Linked DNA regions of Mus musculus: all the other regions are linked to region 2. A link is a contact called in public promoter capture Hi-C data. All regions are on one chromosome and are shown on one strand. Each heading gives the region's core, a stretch centred on a gene start, on an enhancer-like site or on the middle of the called end of the contact. The rest is flanking DNA. Distances are from core to core; before and after follow the strand shown. Region 1 holds the start of Pla2g12a (phospholipase A2, group XIIA). Region 2 holds the start of Hadh (hydroxyacyl-Coenzyme A dehydrogenase). Region 3 holds the start of Gar1 (GAR1 ribonucleoprotein). Region 4 holds the start of Casp6 (caspase 6). Region 5 holds the start of Col25a1 (collagen, type XXV, alpha 1).

Region 1 (2,700 bases), core at 50-2,549, 1.4 Mb before region 2:
CCTTGGGGAAGGAGAATGCCCCTGGTTCTAGATGGGTCAAGGAAAGAAAATACAGTGTCTGGGGACAAAACTGATGACGACAGGGTACCAGGGAGGGGGATCTGAGTCTGTGGCAATGGTGAGATTTTATTTTAATTATGAGGTGACTGCTGTGGCCATGGATGGCAGATCATAAAGAGAAGTGAGGAACTGAATCCGGTTTAACCAGTCGTGTTATTGCATCCGTGTGCAATAGACGAGAAAAGGTGCCAAAGAATCTGGCATTTGAGAACGTAATCCCCAGAGAGAGACACGCGGCAACCCGTGTCCTCAGAGCACAGGTTATTGTTAAGGTAAAAGACATACATTCAGCAAGATGTAAATGTGTAAAGAAATAGAAAAGAGAGAGGCTTGGCGCCAAGATCCTAGCACTTGAGAGGATAGTGTGTTCAAGGCAAGTTGGAGGGCAGCCTGGGCTACAGGCCAAGACTCTGTCTCAGAAAAATTAACTGAGGGCTGGTCCCAGGTAACCTTACCGCATTTGTCCCGCTTCGGAAGACACACTCCTGCCTCCCTTTCCTCTGCCTAGTCGGTGATTAGCTTTTTCTCTACAGTATTTAGAATTTTAAGGAGGGATAACTGCCAACTTCTCCTTCCTTAGAATTAGAAGCAATGGAGGAAGTGCTCTGGCAGATTGAGCAGAGTTCCATCTTCAACAATCCTCCAGACCATGCTGCGCTGCTAGGACTGCGGCTGATCATAGGGTTCCCACAAGAACCCAGGAGGCAAATCCAGGCTTGGTAGGGTGCAAGGCCAGCCCGTGTTCAAACAGTTTTCTACGCTGGACCCCAGGCCTTGTCCAGTAAAGGCTGGGACTGCGGAGCCCAAGGGAGGCTGTGCTACTGGAGTCGTTCTAAATTATGGTGTCTCGGTAAACAGGAGAGCTTTGTAAAACAAGCAAGCAAACAAACCTCACTAGGAGCTGGGAGGCGGTGGCGCACGCCTTTAATCCCAGCAGGCGGATCTCTTGAGTTCGAGGCCAACCTGGTCTAGGTGAGTTCCAGGACAGCCAGGGCTACACAGAGACCCAGTCTTGAAAAACAATACAAAAAACAAACAAAACAAAACAAAACCAATTCACTGTGGTGTTGAACCAAAGCAATGACTATGTCTAGGGCATTGGCAAGGCGTTTTTAAGACTCCATAGAGGCAGGACCGTAAGCTACGGGAGCGTTCCGGAGACCACGTGGGCAATGAGGCTCCCACGCTCGGGCGCATGCGCACTGTGGGCAGCGGCGCGCGTGCCCGGGCGGGCCCACCGTTCGGCGCAGCTCAGTGACGGGGCGCGAGCTCGCGAGCGCGGAGGAGGCCGGGGGCCTGAGCCGGAGCCGGAGCGCGCGCCGCTGCCCAGCCCCGCCGCGCCGGCCCCGCAGATGGTGACTCCGCGGCCCGCGCCCGCCCGGAGCCCCGCGCTCCTCCTCCTCCTGCTGCTGGCCACTGCGCGTGGGCAGGAACAGGACCAGACCACCGACTGGAGGGCCACCCTCAAGACCATCCGCAACGGCATCCACAAGATAGACACGTACCTCAACGCCGCGCTGGACCTGCTGGGCGGGGAGGACGGGCTCTGCCAGTACAAGTGCAGCGACGGTGAGCCGCGACAAGGGGGCGCGGGGTGGCAGGGGGTTGGAGGCGGGACAGTCCCCGGAGGCTGGGGGGTTGGGGGGAAATGCGAGAATCCGAGCCAGGCAAGTGGATGGGGACGGGTATGAAGCGAGAAAATAAAGGGACTGGTGCCAGGCAGGGGGATGTGTGTGTGTGGAGTGTGGAACAGGTAGATGAACAAGTGTGGAGCAGGTGGATGGGGCACAAGTGGGGGGCTAGAAGATGGAGGGGTACGTGTGGGGCAGGTTGTGGGGCGGGGGACACTTGCGGAGCAGGGGGGCGGGGACAGGGAAGCGGGATGGAAGGACGAGTGCGGGACAGGGGGATTAGGGGAACAGACGCCAGACAGGCATTGACTGCGTCCTCGGGTGTGGAAAGAATGAGCAGCGCTTGGAGCGTGCTGTCCTTGGGATTGAGCAAGCTGGGAACAAATGTGAGAGGTCACCTGAGTGCGCGCTCTGCACTCTGCTCTCCTTTGCATCTGAGCTTCTCGCCCTCTCTCCCCGCCATTGCACAAAGTTGCCTAAGAACTTTCTGATGTACGGGGCGGGGTGGGGGTGGGGGGCGGGAAAGGTGGGAGGGAAGTGGGACAGACTGAGTTTAGCACGTGCGGTCATGCACAGGCGCGCGCACACACATCATGTAATTGGTTCAGCTAAACATAGAAAGCCAAACGACAATTTAAAAGCCATCAGTTGGTGTTAAGTGCCATTTTGTTTGTTTACCTGCAAAGCTAGGTAAAATAAATTGTGGCTTTTGTATAGATTTCTGATGTACTTGGTTTTTGAGGGAGGTATACTGCATTGAAAAAGTTCCCTAACTTCTGGAAAACAATCTAAGACTTGCAGTTTTGTCTTGATTTGATTTTTGAGACAGGGTCTCAGGTAGCCCATGCTGGCATTGAAGTTGGTATGTAGCTGAGACTGACCTTAAACTCCTGTTCCTTGGCCACCCAGGTTTTGGATGACAGACACAAGCCATCTTGTCCGCCTTGTAGCTTTCTTGGGTATCACTGGCCTCTCTTCCTTATTCTCTGTCAATATTAGAGTTTGTCTG
Region 2 (2,700 bases), core at 169-2,668:
ATCCTGCATTTGTGCAAAAGCTGCTAGATGCTTTCTAATTAGTTTCGAATCCAAAGCAGTTTGGGGGGAGGGGAGGAGAACCCTATTATCTTGTTAATAAGATGTTGCTTAAACATTGTTTAAGGGATACATTGTTTTTCTTGGACCTGGACAACCAATCTCATTCCTCACAGCCTTGAGTTTTTGTGGTGCAGAGGGATACAGCAGACTAGCTATATTTTCTCCAGCATAGCCATGTATGGTTTTTGTTGTTTAATTTAATGGACTTTGGAAGGAAGTGCAGTCAAGGCTAATAAATAGCAAGCATGCAAGTGTGCATTTGGTTGGGAAAAGACACTGACCTGCGAATACCCTCCCTAATTAAAATTAGGTAAGCCCTTCACTGCCACAACACTCAAACTGCAAAGGCCTCAAAAGATACGAATATAATAGCAAGTTCATGGAAAAAGATCAGAGCTCTCTACTGTGTGTAGGAAGTTAACTCTTAAGAGAAAATGGTACTACAGACATCGCAGTAGCCAAACTGCACAGTTGATTTTGAACTGTGCCTCAGCTGGCACCAGGCAAAGTCCCACAGAAGCCGATCAGAGATTAGAGACGTCTCAGAGCATAAACTATGCTTATCTCTGTCGCCCACTCTCTTGAGGTTCAGAGCTGGACAAGCACGCAGATTTCAGCACCGGGCACTGGGTCAAAGGTCAAAGTTTCCTGGCCCAGGCCTGGGCGGAGTCCCAGCAACTCCACAAACTCCCACTAGGTGACTTTCCAAACTGTTACAAAAGTGAAGGCCAACGAAGGAAACTTGTGGGAGAGGCAGGACACTTGGAAAGAAAAGTGCCCAGACCAACACCCAAAGAACTGTAAAGAAAAAAAGAAAGAAAGAACAAAGAAAAAACTTATCAGGAAAACTAAAAGAAACCGCAGCCCAGGTCTTGGCGAGCGGATTCCTGTCAGATCCAGGCAGTGAGCAAACACTCTGCAACTTTGCACGCACAACTGTGCACAGTTCAGCTCCAGTGTGCACGCGTGCACCAGCGCGCTCCACCGAGCCTTCCCCGGCCCGGCAGTTAGTTGAGAAGCATGCACGTAAGGATCGGGCCGAAGGCTGTAGTTCTGGGACACTGAAGCATGCTGCACCTTCTCGGACTTCATCAAACTATTTCCACCACACCCGGGGCGCGAGGCCCGCTCACCTGCGCGATGCCGGCGCCCATCAGCCCGCCGCCGATGACGGTCACATGCTTGATCAGGATCTTCTTGGCGGCCGCCGACGCAGAGGAAGAGGAGGACATGGAGCGCAAGAATTGCCTGGTCACGAACGCCATAGCTCAGTGCAGCAGCCGAGGAGGAGCAGTGGGGACAGCGCGAGAGGTCCCGGAGCGTCGTGGGCGGGGTCGGCGACGTTGGGGGCGGGGCCTCGAACACGCCCCACCCACCCGCCTCCTGCACAAGCTGCAGGTCCACCCCGCCCCCCCCCCCAGAGGGCGGTGCCAGGACTCAGGCCAGCATGGACTCCGGCAAAGCAGGGACCCACCAAGAGACAACCTGTAGTTGCCTTCACAATCTGGTGGGCTGGAGTTGTGATCGTGAGAATTGTGTTTAGAATGAGGACGGTAACCCCGGATAGAGAACACAGGAAGGGAAAGCCTGGCTATTGGCCAACTTTCTGCCTAGTACTGTGCTAGTGATAACAGAATTACTGCTGGTTTTACTTCTAAGCGTTCATCTGGTGCCCCCAAACTCACCGTCCAGAGGAAAGCCATCCGCCTTTCACCCCACTGGAAGAAATGATAGTTAATCCTGTGTGCAATGAAGCTCCCTGCAAAAGTCTCATCTGTGTCTCACATTCTGCAGAATAAAACTAACTTCCTGTCTGAATGTTAGAGCTCGAGTCCAAGTTCTCTCGGGCTGTTTCTAGTTACCCACCTCTGTATCTAACTTAGGTTACATCGAACTTAAGCAATGTGTTGCCTAGCAGACCACTTGCTCCCATCCGTCCCAAACTAAAACAGTTAAAACAACAACAACAATAACAACAACAACAAAAACAAACAAACAAACACCGGCATAAAACCCTAGGAAAAGAATTACTTGTTCCACTGTAACCTGCCTGCCCAGGGTCTTCAGCAATGTTCTGTAAGCCGATGGCTTTATGACCTTCTTGCTCTGTAGCTATAAAAAGTTTATGTAACTCTGTCAGCAGTGAACCTTGTCCTTCAGAATTGTTTCCATGCCTGTTCCCTGCCTCGGGCTCTTGCATGTGGCTGGGAAGAGACTCTCCTGCACTCCCTTTGAAGCAGGGGCTATGTTTTGCATTGACCCTTTGAATCTTATTTTTATATTTAATTCTTCAAAATAAGCAAAGCCTACTGAGTGCTACATTCCAGCCAAGTCACAAAAATAAAATAAAATAAAAGATACTAGGAACGGAGGTAGAAGGCTACCCACAGAAACCCAACAGCTTGAAGAATGAACACGTTTATGAAGGAAGGAAGGAATGTGTACAGCAGTCTGAGGAAAGATGCAAGACAGAGAGGAGAGGCCCCTATGGCTGAGTTGCCACTGAGAGAGGACAGCACATTTCCAGGAGGCTTGATGAGAGGGTTGCAACTCTTAGTTGTCATTTGGAAAGATGAAGTATAATCCAAGTTTGGTGCTGTGATACTATAATTTTCTCTTTCTTTCTTTCTTCCTCCCTTT
Region 3 (2,700 bases), core at 113-2,612, 1.4 Mb before region 2:
ACAACTAGAACCTTTTCTTCTCACTATCAGCCAAGTTCTACTTATATTTCTTTTGAAATCCCTTCTCCATCCGTGTGTCCAATGCACAGACTTCAGGCAGCATGGAACCCAGGGAACTATGAATGTGGCCCTACACAAGATAGTACACACACTTATTTACAACATGATTTTGCAGGGTGCAAGGGAATGAGTGTTCAAACTAGGCTGCATGGTTATGGAGTGTGAATTCTGTAGGTATTTTCTGGTAACTGAAAATATGAGCTACGAAAACTAAAAACTTGGCTTTGTGTTTCAACTATATCACTAAGGAATCATACTTAATCCTAAAAAGTGTTCTGCCCTTTAGAAGGAGCCAGGTACTCAATGTTGTCTAAGTCTCATCTTTTCAGTCCCAACTCAAGTTCACCTCCACACTGCATTTCGGTTCTCATGATCAGTCCCTTATACGTGTCAGGGCACTCAAGCGACTTGCCTTTCGGAGTCTTATCAACAAACGCACTAATAACTTAAACCGGATTCTATTCCCAATGCAAAGGAGGTTAAGCTCAGAAGACGACTTACAGACGACACGTTCTGGAGGCCCTTGATCTTGAAATTTATTAAAGCCTCCACGACCGCCCCCTCGTCCAAATCCTCCTCGGCCGCCGCCCCTGAAACTGCCGCCGCCGCCGCCGCCTCCGCCCCTGAAACTGCCGCCGCCGCCTCCGCCGCCCCCTCGGAAGTGGTTGTTGCTGCCGCCGCCACGGTTGAAGCCTCCGCCTCCACCACCGCGATTAAAGCCTCCGCGACCTCCGCCTCGGAAAGACATGCTCTCTCCGGCCTGGCGAAATAGACGGGCCGCTCCTCCCGGTCACCGCGGGTCGATCATTTATCTAAGTCCCCTCCGCCTCGCTCAGGCCACCAAGAAGGGGACAGCAGTAAACGCCGCCCTGCCACTCGCCCACACAGCCAAGTGGCGAGCGCAGAGAGAGCGGTGTCTTCGCCCCAGCCCCACGACCCGTGGCTCGCCACCGCATCCCATGCCTCTCCACCGCATCCCGCCCCGCGGGTGCCCTCACCCTCGCTCGCCCTCCGCCGCACTCACCGCGCCACGTGCGTCTCCAGCCTAGCCCGGCGCGCGCGCGCGGAGGGACACTTCCGGCGCGCTCAAACCTCCTCGGCCACCGTAGCCGTCCAATGTTACCAGACTAGAAATTGGAAGGGCTGGTTTGCAGGAAGGGCCCGTCACTACCGGACGCAGCGGTCCCAACGCCTTACCGAGTAGAGCACACAGCACCGGAAGAGAAACAATAGCGTCCAGCGTGACCCCCCCCCGCCCCCACCTCATCCACGCAAGGGCCACCGCGCTAGAGGTGGCGGAAGTGACGCAAAATCGCAGCGCCCTCCGTACGCGACGTTTCCGGAAGTGTGGCGGCGCGTTGCCCTTGGAAACGGAGTTGTTTGAGTCCTTCCGTGCTAACAGCTGGTGAGGCGTGTCGTCGCTGAAGCGTGCTGGCTGCAGTTGGTGCTACTCGCCGGGCTCTGTCACTTCTTGGGTTGCGAGAAGGTCCCGACCTGACTCTGCTCCACGGAGTGTTGGCCACTCAAGCGGTGCTCAGCCCAGGACGTCGGAACCTGTCACCGCCAACGGAGTTGCCTCTGTGTGTGTGTGTGTCCTGTTATTATTAAATACGAAAGGGTGTGTGTCGAAGTTGCCTGTGTGTCCGTGTTCTGTTATTATTAAATAGGAAAGGGTGTGTGTTTGTGTGTGAGATGACAGAAAGGCAACCATTTTTAAATATGGTCTCAATGTCTTCATCAAGTACGTTTTGAACTCCGAGAGACTATGCACCCATCTATAGATGACACCTCACCTCCCGTCTCCTTAACACTCTCATCTCCGACATCGGTTTCCTTACATCACTAAAACTTCACTCATCACAAAAGAAGTGACCTCTAGTTCTTAAATTTGGTTGACTTCTTTTGTATCTGTATTGTCTGAAACATCTCTTGGCATTTGACAATATCACCTTTTATTTGAAAGAAAGTAGAGACTGATCCGCATATCAGAGGATTATTGTGAATAGATTTTTGAAAGATCTTTGTAAAAGATATAGAAACATTAATAATTCCAGTATGCCAGTTACTCTAAACTGTAAACTTCTTGAAAAAGTACACACCAGTTCCAAATATTTTTAAAAATTGGGCAAATGTACTTTAAATTTAGATGTTATAACCATATATATCCAATTATATATTATATTTATAATATAATATATGTAATATAGAACATACAATTATAAAATACTGAATTATAATATATGTAATAATTACATATGTAATTTTACATGCATACACACCATATATATATATGTATACACACACACACACACACACACACATATAATCAGCACTATCCCTACCTCTATTCTAGGCTTGTGGCAATCTCTAATCAAACCTGATGGGTTTCTGTTGATTCCTGTGAAGTACCTTTGTACTGTCATAGCTGAGTTCAGCCTTTTGACACTGCTACCCTTTTTCATTGCCACTCCAAATCACTCAATATAGTCTAAGAATTCAGATGCTCAAACATCACAACAGGCAACATCTCCCATTCTGGGCCCCAGACTAAATAAATGCTTGTTGACTTAACTTCTTCCGTCTGTGCTGCATTTGATGATATAGTGAATCTAATACCATTGCTGTTTTGTATAGTCTCAT
Region 4 (2,700 bases), core at 28-2,527, 1.4 Mb before region 2:
TAAAAATAAAAATAGACCACACTGTTTCCCCAAACAAGAGAACGGAGAGCAACTCCCAGCCATTTTCCCTGAGCTTCCCCCATGAAAGGCACGGTTCTGAGTGCAGGTTTAACTGGTCACCACCACTGGAGGGAAAGCTTGAAATGCCATGTCGTAATGACAGAGAAAATCATTATTAAGACAATTGAATATTACTAAGCCTAACCCTCTTTACTTGCCATCAAGAGGGGCCCAATTAATTTCGGACATGTTTTCGGGGCAAGGAAAAAGGTTTATTCAGTAAGCAAGACACAGCAAGACTTCCACTGTCTTATTTTAATAGAAATGGTGACATTGAGACTAGTGAAGGCCAAAGGCTGTGCAAAGATACCTGCAGATGCCCAAAGCCTGCTGCAGCAGGCATGAGACTACGCATGTGTGAGCCCGCCCTGCCCTGTTAAAGAACCTCCCTTATGTACACACATGCACACACACACACTTCCTACACACATGCACACACACACACTTCCTACACATATACGCATGATTAAGTAGTGTAATAAAAGACTCCTCAGTCAGCTGGTAACACCTTAACATAATTTTTATCATCTATAGTTGCTTGCTTTTAAATGACAAGGTGGCACACAGTAGGCACAATATGACAGGAAAGGCCATGGTCACCATCACCTACAGATAGACTGTCGTTCTTAGAATTTATGCATGCACTGCCAAACTACCCCTACTTTTATAAGCCAGACTTAAACATCCAGGAATTGGTAGAGTGCTAGGCTAGCATGCGAGAGTCCTGGGTGCAGTGGCACAAAGACAGTTATCACAGCACTGAGTGTGGGGGCTGAAGGATCAAGGTCAGGACCTCAGCTACAGGAGACTCAGGGAAGGAAGGAGGGAGGAGAGGGGGTTGGGGGGTGGGAAGAAAGTCCAGGAGTTGCCTCCGTTTTGTTTTGTCTAAAGCCCTGTCCAAACAGCAGCAGCAACAACAACAACAAAAACATGAGGAAAAAAGCCCTCTGACTGTAGAGTAAGCTCTCTACACTAAACTGAGCACTAGATGAAGTGGCGAAGAGCGATTGTCGGGCGGGGACGGCAACACTGAGTTCACCACCCTGGACGTGAAGTTGCCCTACTTGCTCCCCGGGCAGTGCCCTCTTCCCCAACACTTACACATACACATATGCTTACACACAGCCAGGCTCTGTGCAGGAGGAAGACGCAGTGGCGTCCTGGCGTTGCCTGGGTGACAAAGGGCCCAGTTGCTTGGGGAGGCAGAGGCGGATCCTGGGGCGGGGCAGGAGGCGGGGCGGGGCTGGCAGGAAACGGGTGGACGAGCGGAGGCCTCAGGGCTAGGACACCGGTGGGAGCTCGCGGGCAGGTAAGTGCGGACACCCGTGCGTGCGTGGGGCACGGGGCAGAGAAGGGTGGTGGCCTCCGGGGACTGCTAGGACTGACAGAAGTGGGCTTGCGGCGCTGTGCAGTGAAGGACGTAGCAGCGGTATTTTGCTCAGGCTAACCCCGCCGAGCGCTTTTGTCCTCACGTCCGCTGCTTCCCGGCTGTTTAAACTTTAGAGGGCGGCGCTTGCACTGTGTAGTGGAGAACTTGGCTCTGCAAGTTGAATCCTGTTTTTGTTGCTCGCGTCTGTCTGAAAAGTGGGAAGAGGAGGCGGACCAAGGCTTGGGGCACAGGCCTGCGGTAACCGGGCTCAAGACCCCTAACCAAGGCCAGACCTGGGCGAGCACCTCCGCCACAGTGTCTTCTGCAGCCAGCAAACCTGTTGCTGTCTACGCGTTAGCCCCAAATAACTTTTCTCCACACAGTGATAAACTGCTAGTTCTTGCTTCCCTCAGAACAGGCTTCCTGTCGCCTATCAAAACCGACGTCAAGCCTGAAAAATCTTTAAGGTCTATCAGAGACGGCCTTTATTTCAGAACTTCTGTCCTTATTCCAGAGGAAAACTGTAAAAGTCCCCATGGTCCTACCAGGAGTGGTCCTATTGGACACACAGGGTCTAGTGGTCATCTCCAGTTTAGGGATGAGTAGTGAGGGGTGGGAAGCCAGGTTGGGGGAGGGCACCGTGCCGCTCACCCTTTTGTTTGATTCCTTTCCTCTCCTGTTCAGTTCTATGTGTATGTGCCCTTTCCAGAGTATGTTCTAGGGAGGTGAGTTACTTCTTACAGGTTATTAAGTAGATGGTTGACAGGGAATATGGGTAGATTCTCATGAAGGTCACTAGTTTGGAAAGTGACCTTTAGTGGAATGCCTGGTGACATGTAGTACAGACTTTGTAATCCACCAGTGCCGGGCTTTCGGTTCCGACCTTAGGCAGGACTGGCCCTGTTCTGTGTTCTTGAGCTTTGGAAGTAGTAAGATAAAGTATCTACCGTCCCATGCAATCAATTACAGTGGCTGATAGCTTTATCTGGAGGGTACCATAAAGAGAAAAAGAGGTGAGTGATTTTATACAAATTAAACTAAGGAGCTCAGAGGCCATGCTTACTGTAGGGTCGAACAGTAAAGGAGAAGTGAGACATGGCCAAGACTGACGATTAATGCTGTGTACAGTTTTGAGAACCAGAACAGAGGAGACCACACATTTCTAACCCTCCTATAGGCTATCTTAATCTCTGCTACAAAAGAGGCCAAGGCCGGAAAGTCTCAGGTTCAAGGTCAGCGTAGATAACACAGAACAGCTCTTGGGGAAATGC
Region 5 (2,700 bases), core at 19-2,518, 1.1 Mb before region 2:
CTGGAGTTGGTTCCGGAAGGAAACAGTCTCCTCCAGCAGCCATTGATTGTTAGTAGCTCTTATTCTAGGCACCGGGTCTCATGCAAGGTCCCCGATCCACGTTGGCATGTGAGCATAGTTGTTATTCAGGTCTTGAGGTCTTGTTTTATGCAACCACTTGTTGAGATTCATAAGTGCAGGCTTCCTGCTATGTCTATCCTAAGTCCCCCTTGGCACTGTAGTTTACACACGAGAAGCAACTGCTCCGGGTTAGGTATTTTGTTCATTGATTATAGTAGTAACTGGTTGTGGTAATCGGTTAGGGAGGGAAAGAAACGTACGTGACATTTCTTAAGATGAAAAGGCAAAAAGGAAGGTCTTTTGGAAGGAGAGTTAGGGTTGTGTTTTCTTCTCTAAAATCAATTGGATGCAAAATGCTACTTGTTATCAATTTAGAAAAAAAAAAAAAATCCCAGTAGAGACTTAGTAATTTGATCCAGAGGGAAGAGGCAAGCTGAGAGTCAAGGAAGAGGAAAAACTGACTTCATTCTTCAGCTCTTTCCTAAATCCTGAGAAATGTGTATGCCTCAAACACTCACAAAACAGCGAATCAGGAAAACACATTAGCACCCTAGTACAGAGAAAGAGCCCAGAGCTGGGGGGGGGGGGGGGGGCAGCATCAAGACAAGAGGAAACGGGGGAGGGGCGAGAAAACTTCCCCAGTCATCTGCAGCAAGGCGTGGGAAGGAAGGGAAGTGGGGAAGGTACCCTGCAGACGTCAGCCAGACACTTTGCCTCTGGGCATGTGGGAACGAACTGAGGGAGGAGGGAAAACGTCGCGCAAGGGCTAGATGGAGGAGCTCCTGTGGCTGCCTTTGAGCGAGGATCTGGAGAGCTGGAGCCTTCTGCTTCCGTTCTTTCCTTCAGGAGGCCATTTCTCCATTTTTTAACCCAAATAGGGGGCGCTGGGCTAAGCCAGTATAAGCCACTCTGCACAGCAGACCTCAATTCGGCCCCTGGCTAGGGCCGGAGAGATGGCCTTAGGGGGACGCTGAAGTTACTCGGTGGTGGGAGGGGGAAGGGTCTCCAAGCTCCTCTCCAATCACAGTGGTTGCTGTAGCTATTTGCATATATTATGCTAATAGAGACCTCGGGCTCCGCTCCCACCCGCGCTCCCGCCCCTTCGTGGGTCCAGGCGGGCTGGGCGAAGGTGAATATATTATGCTAATAAGGAGGCTCCTGCGGGAGGGGGCGGTCCGCGCTTCAGGCGCGCGCGCACTGTCTCACACAAGAGCATCCCGGGGTATTTAAGGCTCGCACACGCGGGTCTGCGGAGATACTTTTGGGGCCTCGCAGCTTACGATCGCTGCTTGGGTCACTCGGTCCTCTTTTTCTCTATTCCTCTACCACCCACGGGGGCTGCGCTCTCGCCGGGTCTCTGTATTTCCTTTTCTTTTTGGCCTTGAACTGATCCAGGTGGGAGACAGGTCGGCGGGTGGAAAAAGGTAGAGATAGGCAGGCAGACTCAACAGGTCGGAGCAGAGAGAGGGGCTCTCGGACCCTGCGCCTCCGCGCGGGGGACCCCTAAGGAGGTGTCGGATTGGGGGGGTCAAGAGAGCTGCCCTAGTGGGTTTCATTTCAGCTGTGACCCCAACAACACCCCCGGCGCCACACAGTCCCCGGCCGGAGGGTGCTTTTCACTCCTAGCTGGAAGGGGAGAAAGAATCTGGAGGACGGTCGGTCCACGCCTGCTGATCCGGACGCCGAGCCACGCGCAGGTCCATCTCTAAGCCCGGGCTCCGACTCTACCAACTAGTTGTGCAGCCGCAGGGACTGAACTTTGGAGGAACCGACCCTTCCTCTCATTCTAAGATTACTGGAGGAGATAGAAGGTGGAAGGCGTAGCGGAGGCCAGCGACCCCGCCACAATGTTGGTGAAGAAGCTTGCAGGGAAAGGAGGGGGACGAGAGTCTGGATCAGAAGATCCGCGCCCCTTGGGACAGCGTTGTGCCGGCACCATGCCCTCGTGCACGGCCCTGGCGACCCTCTTGTCAGTGGTTGCTGTGGCTTTCTGTTTTTATCTTGGGGTGAAAACCAACGACCTCCAGGCGAGGATTGCTGCTCTTGAATCTGCTAAAGGGACCCCTTCCTTCCATCCGCTGTCTGACACCGTGGATGAGCTGAAGGCAATGGTTCAGGAGAAAGTGGAGCGTCTCTTGGCTCAGGTGTGGAAGGCTGGGTATTTTGCACGTGAATACTGTTTTGCACAGGTGTGAGCCCTGTGTGCAGGGATAGTTTCGACCCTTAGCTGTCTGCATAGTTGACTTGACTGTATATGCCAAGTATGGAGTTAAGTACCTTGGGTATTGCTTAGTATCAAGTCTGTAGCAGATATCTTCCCTGGGTATTCCATAGTGCTTGCATGCTTAGACATATATGGGGGGTCTGGATAACGGGAGTGTGTGGAGGGGCATTTTATTTCTTTGTAGCTTTCTGGAGTCTCTTGGGAGCTCTCACTTCAACGGAGACCAATTTTTGTTGATATAAGATCTCATATCTCCTTCCCAGGGAAAGGTTAGGGAAACAGGTGTTATTAATATACAAAAGGTAATCACTTTCAAGTGAAACGATCCTATAGAGCTTGAGAATCATAAATTCCACCCTTCGAATCTTTTTTTCATGTTCAAACACTTTGAAAAAGTTTTATAGTTGGTTAAGGAT

Evidence for each region. Promoter capture Hi-C pulls out the DNA fragments that hold promoters and counts their contacts. Capture Hi-C pulls out chosen DNA fragments and counts their contacts.
Region 1: a contact with region 2 is called in a promoter capture Hi-C map of liver, with 6 times the contacts expected there. The contact joins the promoter of Pla2g12a here to the promoter of Hadh in region 2. A contact is called at or near these places in 2 of 39 promoter capture datasets (hippocampal neurons and liver), 1 of 484 Hi-C or Micro-C datasets (embryonic stem cells), 1 of 115 datasets of contacts at active chromatin or transcription factors (large pre-B cells) and 1 of 9 other capture datasets (liver).
Region 3: a promoter capture Hi-C map of liver shows a contact between it and region 2, with 4 times the contacts expected there. The contact joins the promoter of Gar1 here to the promoter of Hadh in region 2. A contact is called at or near these places in 5 of 39 promoter capture datasets (embryonic stem cells, hippocampal neurons, liver and 1 more), 2 of 484 Hi-C or Micro-C datasets (nephron progenitors and uterus), 2 of 115 datasets of contacts at active chromatin or transcription factors (extraembryonic endoderm stem cells and large pre-B cells) and 2 of 9 other capture datasets (adipose tissue and liver).
Region 4: a promoter capture Hi-C map of pre-B cells shows a contact between it and region 2, with 8 times the contacts expected there. The contact joins the promoter of Casp6 here to the promoter of Hadh in region 2. A contact is called at or near these places in 4 of 39 promoter capture datasets (hippocampal neurons, liver and pre-B cells) and 1 of 115 datasets of contacts at active chromatin or transcription factors (astrocytes).
Region 5: a contact with region 2 is called in a promoter capture Hi-C map of hippocampal neurons, with 6 times the contacts expected there. The contact joins the promoter of Col25a1 here to the promoter of Hadh in region 2. A contact is called at or near these places in 2 of 39 promoter capture datasets (hippocampal neurons and pre-B cells).

What each region holds. Positions count from the first base shown.
Region 1 is chr3:129,877,307-129,880,006 of GRCm38.p6, forward strand. It overlaps Pla2g12a (phospholipase A2, group XIIA), which reads left to right and starts at 1,300. Exons shown (of 4, transcript NM_023196.4): 1 at 1,300-1,629. The coding sequence starts at 1,413.
Region 2 is chr3:131,270,683-131,273,382 of GRCm38.p6, forward strand. Hadh (hydroxyacyl-Coenzyme A dehydrogenase) reads right to left here and starts at 1,419. Exons shown (of 8, transcript NM_008212.4): 1 at 1,194-1,419. The coding sequence starts at 1,325.
Region 3 is chr3:129,830,034-129,832,733 of GRCm38.p6, forward strand. Gar1 (GAR1 ribonucleoprotein) reads right to left here and starts at 1,363. Exons shown (of 7, transcript NM_026578.3): 1 at 1,085-1,363; 2 at 562-820. The coding sequence starts at 808.
Region 4 is chr3:129,900,138-129,902,837 of GRCm38.p6, forward strand. It overlaps Casp6 (caspase 6), which reads left to right and starts at 1,278. Exons shown (of 7, transcript NM_009811.4): 1 at 1,278-1,369. Gm46825 (a long non-coding RNA gene) reads right to left here and starts at 1,294. Exons shown (of 3, transcript XR_001783989.2): 1 at 1,180-1,294.
Region 5 is chr3:130,179,577-130,182,276 of GRCm38.p6, forward strand. Col25a1 (collagen, type XXV, alpha 1) reads left to right here and starts at 1,269. Exons shown (of 38, transcript NM_029838.4): 1 at 1,269-2,204. The coding sequence starts at 1,908.